Regions from separate parts of the Gossypium hirsutum genome. Here region 2 is linked to region 1. The links are chromatin contacts, called in public Hi-C maps. All regions are on one chromosome and are shown on one strand. The core of a region is the stretch at or near the end of the contact, and the rest is flanking DNA. Distances in the headings are between cores, read along the strand shown.

Region 1 (5,054 bases), core at 1,274-3,773:
ACCTTTACAAAGTTCACATGGTCATCTTTAACACATGTAAACATTTCTTTTGAATTTATTTCAATTCTATCTCTTTGAGCCAATTCACAACCAAATACATAAATAATTACAAATAAATTACACAACAACCTATATAAACAATTACCATATGAACTTACCTAGTCAAAAACATCAAACAAGTTGAATCATCAGGGACTAATCGATAATTGTGGCTTTTCCCCAATTATCTCCAGTTTGATCCATTTCTTGATCTAAACAATTATTTTAAACAATTCATCAATACTAAACATTTATACATTATACCATGATATTTATGAACCTATATAATTTCATTTTTATACCCTTAAATTTTTACATTTTATTCAATTTAGTCCCTAAAACCGAAATAACTATATCTTCTAATTTTTTAACCTTGGTTTTAAAATTGATTTCAATTACATCCCTTCGGCACTTTCTATTATCTACTTATACAGAAATTTCAACTCAATTTCACATTTTATTCACTTTAACCATTTTTAAAACTAACAATTAAACATTACAACCTGGGCGTTTTTCACATCTAAGCTTAAAATCTATCAATTTAACACCAATTTCTTCAAGAAATCAACAATGACAACTTTAAAAAACATTAACAGTTTTACAAATTAGTACATGGGCTAGCTAAATCAAGCTCCCGTGACCTTGGAAACATAAAAATTACAAGAAAATGGCTTAATTGAACATACCAATTGAGGACCGAAAGTTTAAAGCTTCAAAAATGACTTTCTTAGGTTTTTAAGCATGTACAGTGGAGAAGAAGAAATAAAAAGATGACATCTTCCTCCAATTTCACTTATTTATACCATGATTAATCTTAATTACCTAAATTTAATTAAGCTAATCACGTTTAATTAGCTTAAGTCACCATCAACCACTAACTATAATTGAAAAATGGTTTAATTATCATTTTAAACCTGTCTAATTGCAACTTAAGTCCCTAAGCCTTTGGCCAATTAAAAACCTATAACGATTGGACTTTTACAATTTAGTCCCTGCACCTAAATTAAGCAATTAATAGACAAATTTGAGGGGTCAAATTTTAATATTATTTTAAATATTTACAAAACTAGTTTATAGAAATGGGGTTACGAAATCGCCTTTTTTGACACCACAAAAAATTAGGCTGGTACAACTCTCTCCCCATTAAAAAACTTCATTCTCGAAATTTACTTGAGAAAATATAAGGGTATTGAGATTTCATAGTTTCTTCCGACTCCCAATTAACCTCTTCTTTACCATGACGATGCCACATTACTTTCACTAATGTTACAAATTTGTTTCTCAACTCTTTTACTTCTCAAGCCAAAATCTTAATTTGTTCTTTATCATATGTCAAATCAGGCTGTAACTCGATTTCATCTGAATTTAAAACATGAAAGGGATAAATTTATATCTTTGTAGCATCGATACATGAATCTTATCTAGTTTTGGAGGCATAGCTAGCTAGTAAGCTACAGGTCCAATTCTTTTACGAATTTTATATAGCCCAATAAACCTCGGATTGAGCTTTCCTTTCCTGCCAAAACACAATACCTTTTTCCATGGTGAGACTTTGAGAATGAATTTATTGCCAATCTTGAATTCAATGTCTTTTATTTTCAAGTCAGCATAGGACTTTTGTTGGTCAGAAGCAAGCAGTCTCGAATAAACTGAACTTTTTTCTTCTGTCTCACATATCAAATTTGTTCTCGCTAACTTTCTTTCACTCAACTCTGACTAACATAGAGGAGTTTGACATTTTTGACCATATAAAGCCTCATAAGGTGTCATTTTTATGCTCGATTGATAACTATTATCTTCAAATTCAAATTCACTTTGATAACTGTTGTCTTCAAATTCAGAATTAAAAGCTCAAATAAATTAATTATTTAATCCAAACATACAACAATCATTTTCCTCAAACTAAATATTTAACAGATATAAAAACAACCTACTAATTTGATGGACCTAAATACATGCCAAGAATAAACTAACTAAAAACCATCTCCGCAAAATAAAAATTGTATATTTTTTGACAATGTTGCTCGATCATTAACTCACAAAATATCCATAACCTATACACGAAATTAAAAATCAAGACACTGAGATTTTCACAGCTAAGTGGTGTTCTAACAATTTCCATCAATACAATATGCAAATAATTAAATTATAAGCATGCTATAAGTACTACATTAATATTTAGTATCAAATCACAAAAACAAGACACATTATTTCTCTTAATTTAAATTATACTATATTCATTCTATCAGTCACCTATATCATCACACACAATATATCACCTATATCACACTTATAAACTCATGAGTAACTAACATTAGTTCTTTGGCTCCAAATAATTGATATGAAAAAATCATTTGATTACATAGATATCCAACCATCACAACAAAGTGCAAAGTGTAAAGTGTTACACTACAATACTCTAGTATGTACATGATATGTCATAACCAACTATCACATCAAATGCACAAAGCGTAATACGATACTTCTAAGTGCGAGTAGCAACCTGCATACACAATGTTTAAAAGAGCTTTATATCCCATAGCATAACAATTATACTCAATAACTTTCTTAAATTATTTATGGGAGCTATTATTACTATTTCATTAATAAACAAAAATATTTATTTAATCAGATATAACGCATACTCGTGAATGAACATATACCATGAAATTTGGATAAACATAAATTATAAGATGGGTTAAGACCAATTTTAAAATCAAATTAAAATTTGGATCGACAAAATAGACACCCTTTATCCAAAATGATGTTGATGGATCAAGAAATAAACCAATTTCTTTTAGGGGCCGCTATTGCTGACTAAAAACAGAGACTTTTAGGTTATAATGGGTTTTGGGCTATTAGCTAAATACTGATTCCGCCAATAACTACATAAATCCTCCTTATTCTATTTTTTTTGCCTCTGGGCCAATAACCACATAAAGCTACTAAAAATTCCAAAATAAATTCTCATTTTTCATAATTCTTTCATATTAATCCTTTGCTAAATAAAATTTCAAAAACTACTAAAAATTCAAAAAATTTAATTCCTAACTCAAAGTAAATTTTTTGATATTTGTTGATACAATGCATCAAGTAAACATGGAAATCCCCAAAATGAGAAAAAAGGGTATCCCCTATTTTTTAAGAAAGATGGAAGTAAAAGAAGGAACCCCTTTTCCATCCCTGGAATTTTATTATATAGGTCGAGTAATCAGGTTGGATGTCAGGTCAGATCCCCGATCAAGTTGTAATTATTATTATATAAAATATTAAATTTGCTTCTTAGTAAACCTCACAGTATTTTACTGGAATATCACGAAATTTGAAATTGAAAATTTTGAGGGCATTACATTGTAGATATGGAACCCTGACAATATTTGTTACTTTTTTTGAATTATAAACTTCTTATATGAGATTTTTACACTTTTTTAATCATTATATTTATAAAATGGTGATAATTTTATACCAAAGTTCATCAAATAAATATATATATATATATTTAAATAAATATACAGTATTCCACGGGTAAAAAAAACTAATGGATATCTATTATATTATAAGGTTCCGATTCAAGAAGAAAATAATTATTCATGTTCACATTATAATTTTTTGACATTTGGGTGGGTTCATTATCTTTTAATTTTTTTTTAAATTACTTTTTGCCTTTTGTTTAAATTTATTTCATTTAGAATTTTACTAAATATAAAATTGTTTTTAAATAAATTTTCTCTTTATTTCAAGATTTTACTATTTTAATTAACTTTTAAGGTTATAATATTAAAATTACTCAATATTAAATTATTAAGCTTAAAATATAGATTTAAAAAAAAAGACATATATTACTAACATTCGTTAAATTAAATTTATATTTTCAAATATAATAAAATTTAATTGCATTCATTGATTGAAGTAGAGCATATATATAATCATAAAATTATAAAAAAGAATCGAATATTAACCATTTTAAATTTAAAATAAATTAATTTAAAAATATAAAAATAAAAAACCTAAAAAAAATCACTAATAACATTTTTTAAATTATAAAAATATTAATATTAATATTAAACCATGATGAATTGTTGTACTATTTTAATATTAAACATTTTTAAGATTAATTAACATTAATATAATATTTTTTAAAAATAGTTAAATATTTTTAAAAACATTTTATTATTACATTATTTTTTCAATTCGTTAATGATTTTAAAACAAAAATTAATTTTATAAAGAAATTATAAAGTTTACAAAGGGATACAAACTAGTTATATACCTCATATATATATATATAAGTACGAGAGTATATATAAAAAATTTGAGTTTTGGAGTAGTTCTTTTAAGATTCAAAATACTTCATTTTTTTAGTTATATTTAAAATGGATTATTTTTTTAATTAAGCTTTAAATATGATTTTCTTATCATTAATAATAATAATTTTTAAATAATAAACAAATTTAAATATCAAGCATTAAATTATAATTAAAATTAAAAACTAAAATCTCAACACAAACTTCAAAATAATATAATTGCATGTAGCTACACCTGTTCATGGGTCGGGTCATCCAGCTCGGTCCGAAGACCCTCCCAAAATGTGGGAGGGTTTAGGCAAAAATATAGGCCCGAAAAATAAGCTTGGACAAAAAATAAGGCCCGTTTAAAAAATAGGTCAGGCCTCAGGTAAGGCATTTTTGGCTCGAGCCCGGCTTTCACTAAAGGACAAAAAAATATGTTTTTTCTTTTTGTTTTTAATATTATTTTCTTATTGTTTTCTCTCTATTTTGTTACCATTTTACTATTATGTTGCTACTAGTTTATTGCTATTGTTTGGATATTGTATAAAACTTATTTTATTGTTAATTTTGTTATTATTTTAAAGATATTTGTTAATTTTGTTATTATTTTTGAGGCATTTACTTGTTAAGTTGTATCTATTTTAGGCTTAGTTTGGATGGGCGGTGTGTTTACCTCTGGTGAGGTTAAAAACAGCGGTGGCAGTGAGATTAGTTACTGTAGCGGTG
Region 2 (5,054 bases), core at 795-3,294, 150 kb before region 1:
ATTTGCTAGATAGTTCAACAACGGAAAGAAGATTCTATTTGGGGAGGATTGTCAATATGACCTGAACCACTGAATATGTTGACTTGTCATTGCATCAATATCAAGATTCCGAGTAACGTCAATAGGTTTCTTTCCCAAACAAATAATAAATGCTTCAGAAATAACTAAACAAAGGTTTCAGGTGCACAGCTTACCGAATATGTCAATAGAGTCTCCAATATGGTATCTGTATTCCCCTCTCCTGAAAATATAGACAGGACCACAGATAAAGCAATAGAGGTGAAAAGTGATGTCTAATAAAATGAGAAAGGACCATTACCATTTTCTTGAACCGCTTTGAGAACCATTTCTTCAGAGAATCCCATCCCAACAAAATGATCAATCAACTTGGAATTGGAAGAACTAGCCAACGAGCTTGCCTGCATGCCAAAAAGAGAAATTCAGTACTTATTATGAAATCTGCACACTAACATTCCAGTAATTTAACAGTAACAGTTCCACCACAAAAGCCGCAGCAACTCTCTATCATCAAGGGGTGTGTAACTAATAAGCATCTTTAAATAGGATGTACGACTCACAGAGTACTGAAGAAGAGCTTCAAGTATCAAATTTGAATTCTCCTCTCCTGGACAATAGGAAAGCAGGATTATAAATGAGTTAAGATGGAAACTTGTGCTCTAAGTAGTAAAGACCTAGAAGCTTTACCATTTTCCTCAATTGCTTTCGTAACAAGTTCCTGGGAGAACCCCATCCCAACAAAATGGTCAATTAACTTGGAATTAGGAGAATCTGCAGACGAGCTCACCTTGAGACAATAAAAGTTAACCGTGAGTTTGTTTTGACATTAATTTGTCCCTTAGCTATTATATGCCAGGAAAAAGATATATGTAAGTACAAGAGAGAAGATTAATTGTTTGCAAACATAAGTATTTGAATAACTGGGATAGACACAAAAGTTAAAAGGCTTGATCTTAGTGAATGCATACATATTCATTGCTATGGAGGCTAATCAATGAAATTTAAGCCAAGGACATTAGTAATATCATCAACTAAATAAAGCAGTGCATGAAAAGGAGATGCGAAACTACAGTGACCTCCAGAGAAAATTCCCATAAGAACTCATCAATTAATATCTATAATGTTTCTTCGGAAATTAAAAATGAAAGAAAACTTCATCGTAGATAATTTTCATAATCATTAAAACGATTTGCATGTTAAAATTTCCAGAATGCCATGTGATGTAATTATGCATGAGCAAGTACCTCTGCTGTGCCTAAAACAGCTTCCCCATTGGTAAGTGACACTCCTGAGCGAGAGGCGATTGCATAATTATCAATTTCCAGCTCATCTTCGGTATCCCAGTCAAAATTATCAGCATCACCACCAGAACCATTTTGATCCTACAAAAATTACAAAACCACACACACATTCATAATATCAAATACAATATATATAAGATTGAATAACTAAAGAATTTTCATTTCTTTTAGCCAACTGACTAAGCCTAGTGCACAAATGAGAATTTTTAGCAAAATACAGGAAGAATATTACAACGACACATAACATTAAGGAATAAAAAAGTAATAGAACTTGAGAGTACCATTTTCCTTGAGCTATAGTACAGCCCAAGAGCAGTTTCTTAACCTGTAAAAGAAACAATGAAAACTTATCAGAACTCCGTTACCCGGACTCGGCAATTAGGGGTGCCGTACCAGTGTCGACACGATCCGACACGGATTTCCGACACTGAATACGAGATCAGATCCGGCGGAAACCGACGGACTCGGCGGCGGGAGAACTGAGAAGAGAAGGAAAAAACAGAAGGAGAAAAAGGAAAGAGAATGGAGGAAAGGACAAAGAAAGAAGAAGGATACACGGCAGCAGCGGCGATCGTCGACGAGTTCTGACAAAGAAGTTACCGGTGGAGGAAAAGAAATAAAATATACATAGGGGAAGCCCCAACGGCGGTAACGGAGAAGAAGAGGAAACGAGGAGTTGTGGGTTCAGTCTTCACAGGGTTTTTCAATTTTTTCTATCTTGGTCACCTATGTAATTATTTATAAATTTTTATAATTATTATAGTCATAATTTATTTAAAAATGACATAATTTATTTACGTGTTAAAAAATAATATATTTAATTAAAAAAATTGTTATAATTCTTTATTATAAAAATATTATATTATTTCTTTTTATATTATAAATAAAAGGGGAATCGGAATTCTTGAGGGGCAGTGTAAAGTAAAGTTGATTAATAAATAAATAAAATCTAACGCAGTTAAATTTAGCAGCAGTTTTCCGTTTTCCTCTGTAGGTAGCATGGAATAATCGTGCTACTGCGAGGTCGTTGAAGTTCAGTTATAAACTGGTTATCCTTCTAATTAAATTAAGTTGTTTTAAATTTTTTATAGCAATTTAAATTCAAATTACTTTTTAAAAAATTGAGTTTATTTTTAAAAATTTTATTGATATTTAAAATTCAAATTAATTATTAAAATTCATGAAGATAGACAATTACTTAATTTTAAAAAAATACTATTAAATTATCTAATATATATATTAATTTTCATCCACACGCATGTGAGATTATCTTTTCTCCACTTTAGTTGAGAGTTGACGAGACCGTATAGATGAAAGTGAAAGTATGGAATCTCGGGCCTGTTTGGCTGTTGAATTGAAATTATTGGATGCCAAGGAAATAAAATTATTGGACATTATTTGATTTTTAAAAACTCAAATTTTTTAACTTAAAATACTTCCAAACACTACTTTATTTGTTTATATTAATATTTTTTAAGTTTTACATAAAAAATTTCCACAACTGTCATAATTTAATGCTAGTTTAATTATATTTTTAAAAAATATTTTTAAGAAATAATTTTGAAAAGTTTAGTTAATGATTTGATTGCTTAGTATTGTTATTCAAAAGTATTTTTCAGAAATAAAATATCTATTTTAGATATGATAGTATCGAGTATCAAATATGCATTTTAATAATGTTCAAATTAGTTAGTATTATTATATTTTAATAAGAATATAAAAAATAATTTATTATAACTTGTGGTTAATATTTTAATATATTAAATATAAATTTTAAATATTTTTAAGCAATAAATATTAATTATTTATAAAATTTAATTAGAATATTTAAATTATATTTTTAATATTTAAATAAAATTATTCAATATTTGTAATTAGATATTAACACATTTGTATTATTTAAAAAAATTATTTTAATTAATAATTTTAACATATTTATAATTAAGTACCAAAAAAAGAAAGGAAAAATAATATGTTATTGGAGGGGTGAAAAAATAATTAAGCATCAAAAATGTTTTTAGGAGAGGAAAAGCTAAAAATCTTAGCTTTTCATTTTCAAATGTGTTTTTTAAACGTGTTTTTTGAAAAGTAAAAAATTTCAACTAAAAGTAACTTGTTTAGCATAGTTTTTTTTTCAAAAGTATTTTTTAAGCTAAAAGTGTTTTTTTTAAGTACTACTAAACAAGCCCTTAGTCAAGGACGAAGACATAAAATTTTTTTTAGGGAAGTCGAAGTTACATTTTAATTTTTACGATAATAAAAATATAATTTCATCATTTGAATACATTATATCTTTATATTTTTAAAAGGATTAAATAGAATTTTTATTATTTTTACGGAGGATTAAAGTACACTTTTACTTTTATTTATTTAAAATTTCTTAAAAATAAAAGGTCTAAATAAAAAAAATTCTATTTTAAGGGGTCAACTCCGACCAAACTCTCGCTATGCCCCTAAATTTATTGTATATCCCATACGACTTTTAAAATTTGAAATTAAACTATACAAGTATCAAAAAGAGTTTTTTTTAAAAAATCAAAAATAGATTTTCTTTAAGGTCAATTTAAAAAATTGTAATTTTATAAAAAATACATAAAAGAAATAAAAAAAAATCCAAATGAGACCATATAAGATGATCTTATAATTCTAGCGTTTCTTAAAGTTCAAACGGATATTATTCAAATTATTACTAAGTAAATATATTTATTTAACTTAACTATAAAATACTTTAAAATAATAATTTAAATTCTCGATTAGATCTTAACTTAATTGACATCGACATTAATTTAAATATATTAAAATATATTTATTTTCTTATTTAAAAATTAAAAAAATTTTATTAATATATATATTTTTTATATTCTTTAACCCTTATAGAAAGTTTCTCGAATCAAACACACCCTTATTTTCTTTTCAAAGAATAAACATGTGACATTGTTTGCCTTACTTTTTCTCTTTTGTCTTTGGCTTTTGTGTTGAGATTCTTACTCTAAATAAGTAGGGGTAAATATGAGCTGGTTTCCACTATGCATTAAATATTTACTAAAATTAAATTTTTATTATAGATTCTGATTATATCTGTTTTTTTAATATAATATTTAATTTATAATTCATCCTAATTTATAAATTGAAGGATAATATACTTCAACGCACTCGAACCTACATTTTCTTATATTAACAACAATACACATACTAATCAAACTAATACTCAATTGGCAAAATAAATATTTTTAATCTAAATAAAAATGTTACAGTTGATATTTAAAAAAAATATTAATCTCAATTATTTTAAATACTTTAGTTAATTAAATTTTATAAAAATATATTTAAAAATATTTAATTAAAAGTTTTATAATATATTTTGTCAAATTTTTTACTTGTAACAAATTTAAATAATAAAAAGTTACAGTTCAAAATTTTATTATTAAAAGTTAAAATATGACCATTTTAGTAGAATTGGGAAAATATTAAATATGATAATATATAATATTAAATAAATAAAAACAAAATATGTAGCCGTGTTAAAATTTATATAACAAAATTATTAATATTTAAAATTTTATCAATTGAGTCTTAGTTTGATTGAAATAGGTATTGTTGCCATTGTAAGAATAATGAGGAGGGACGTAGATTTGAGTGTCCTGAAGTACATTATTCTCTTATTTATTTTGATGAAATGACTAAAATTATTTTAATTTTCATAATTTACATTTTAAAAATTCTCACTGTAATGGT

The links. Hi-C and Micro-C count contacts between places; a contact is called where the count stands out from the background.
Region 2: a Hi-C map of leaf shows a contact between it and region 1, with 6 times the contacts expected there. The contact joins the promoter of LOC107888680 here to the enhancer-like site in region 1. A contact is called at or near these places in 12 of 34 Hi-C or Micro-C datasets (callus, cotyledon, leaf and 2 more).

The regions. Positions count from the first base shown.
Region 1 is chrA09:8,750,695-8,755,748 of Gossypium_hirsutum_v2.1, reverse strand. No RefSeq gene overlaps it. Among protein-coding and RNA genes, the nearest start is that of LOC107888683, 18 kb to the left of the region's middle. Within about 2 kb of position 2,523, at least 3 of the 9 cell types and tissues checked have an H3K27ac peak or open chromatin away from gene starts, as enhancers often do. A contact at or near this core is called in leaf, where this site is marked.
Region 2 is chrA09:8,898,017-8,903,070 of Gossypium_hirsutum_v2.1, reverse strand. LOC107888680 (DNA (cytosine-5)-methyltransferase DRM1) reads right to left here and starts at 2,044. Exons shown (of 12, transcript XM_016812849.2): 1 at 1,875-2,044; 2 at 1,601-1,644; 3 at 1,263-1,400; 4 at 706-805; 5 at 579-625; 6 at 320-419; 7 at 195-241. The coding sequence starts at 1,603.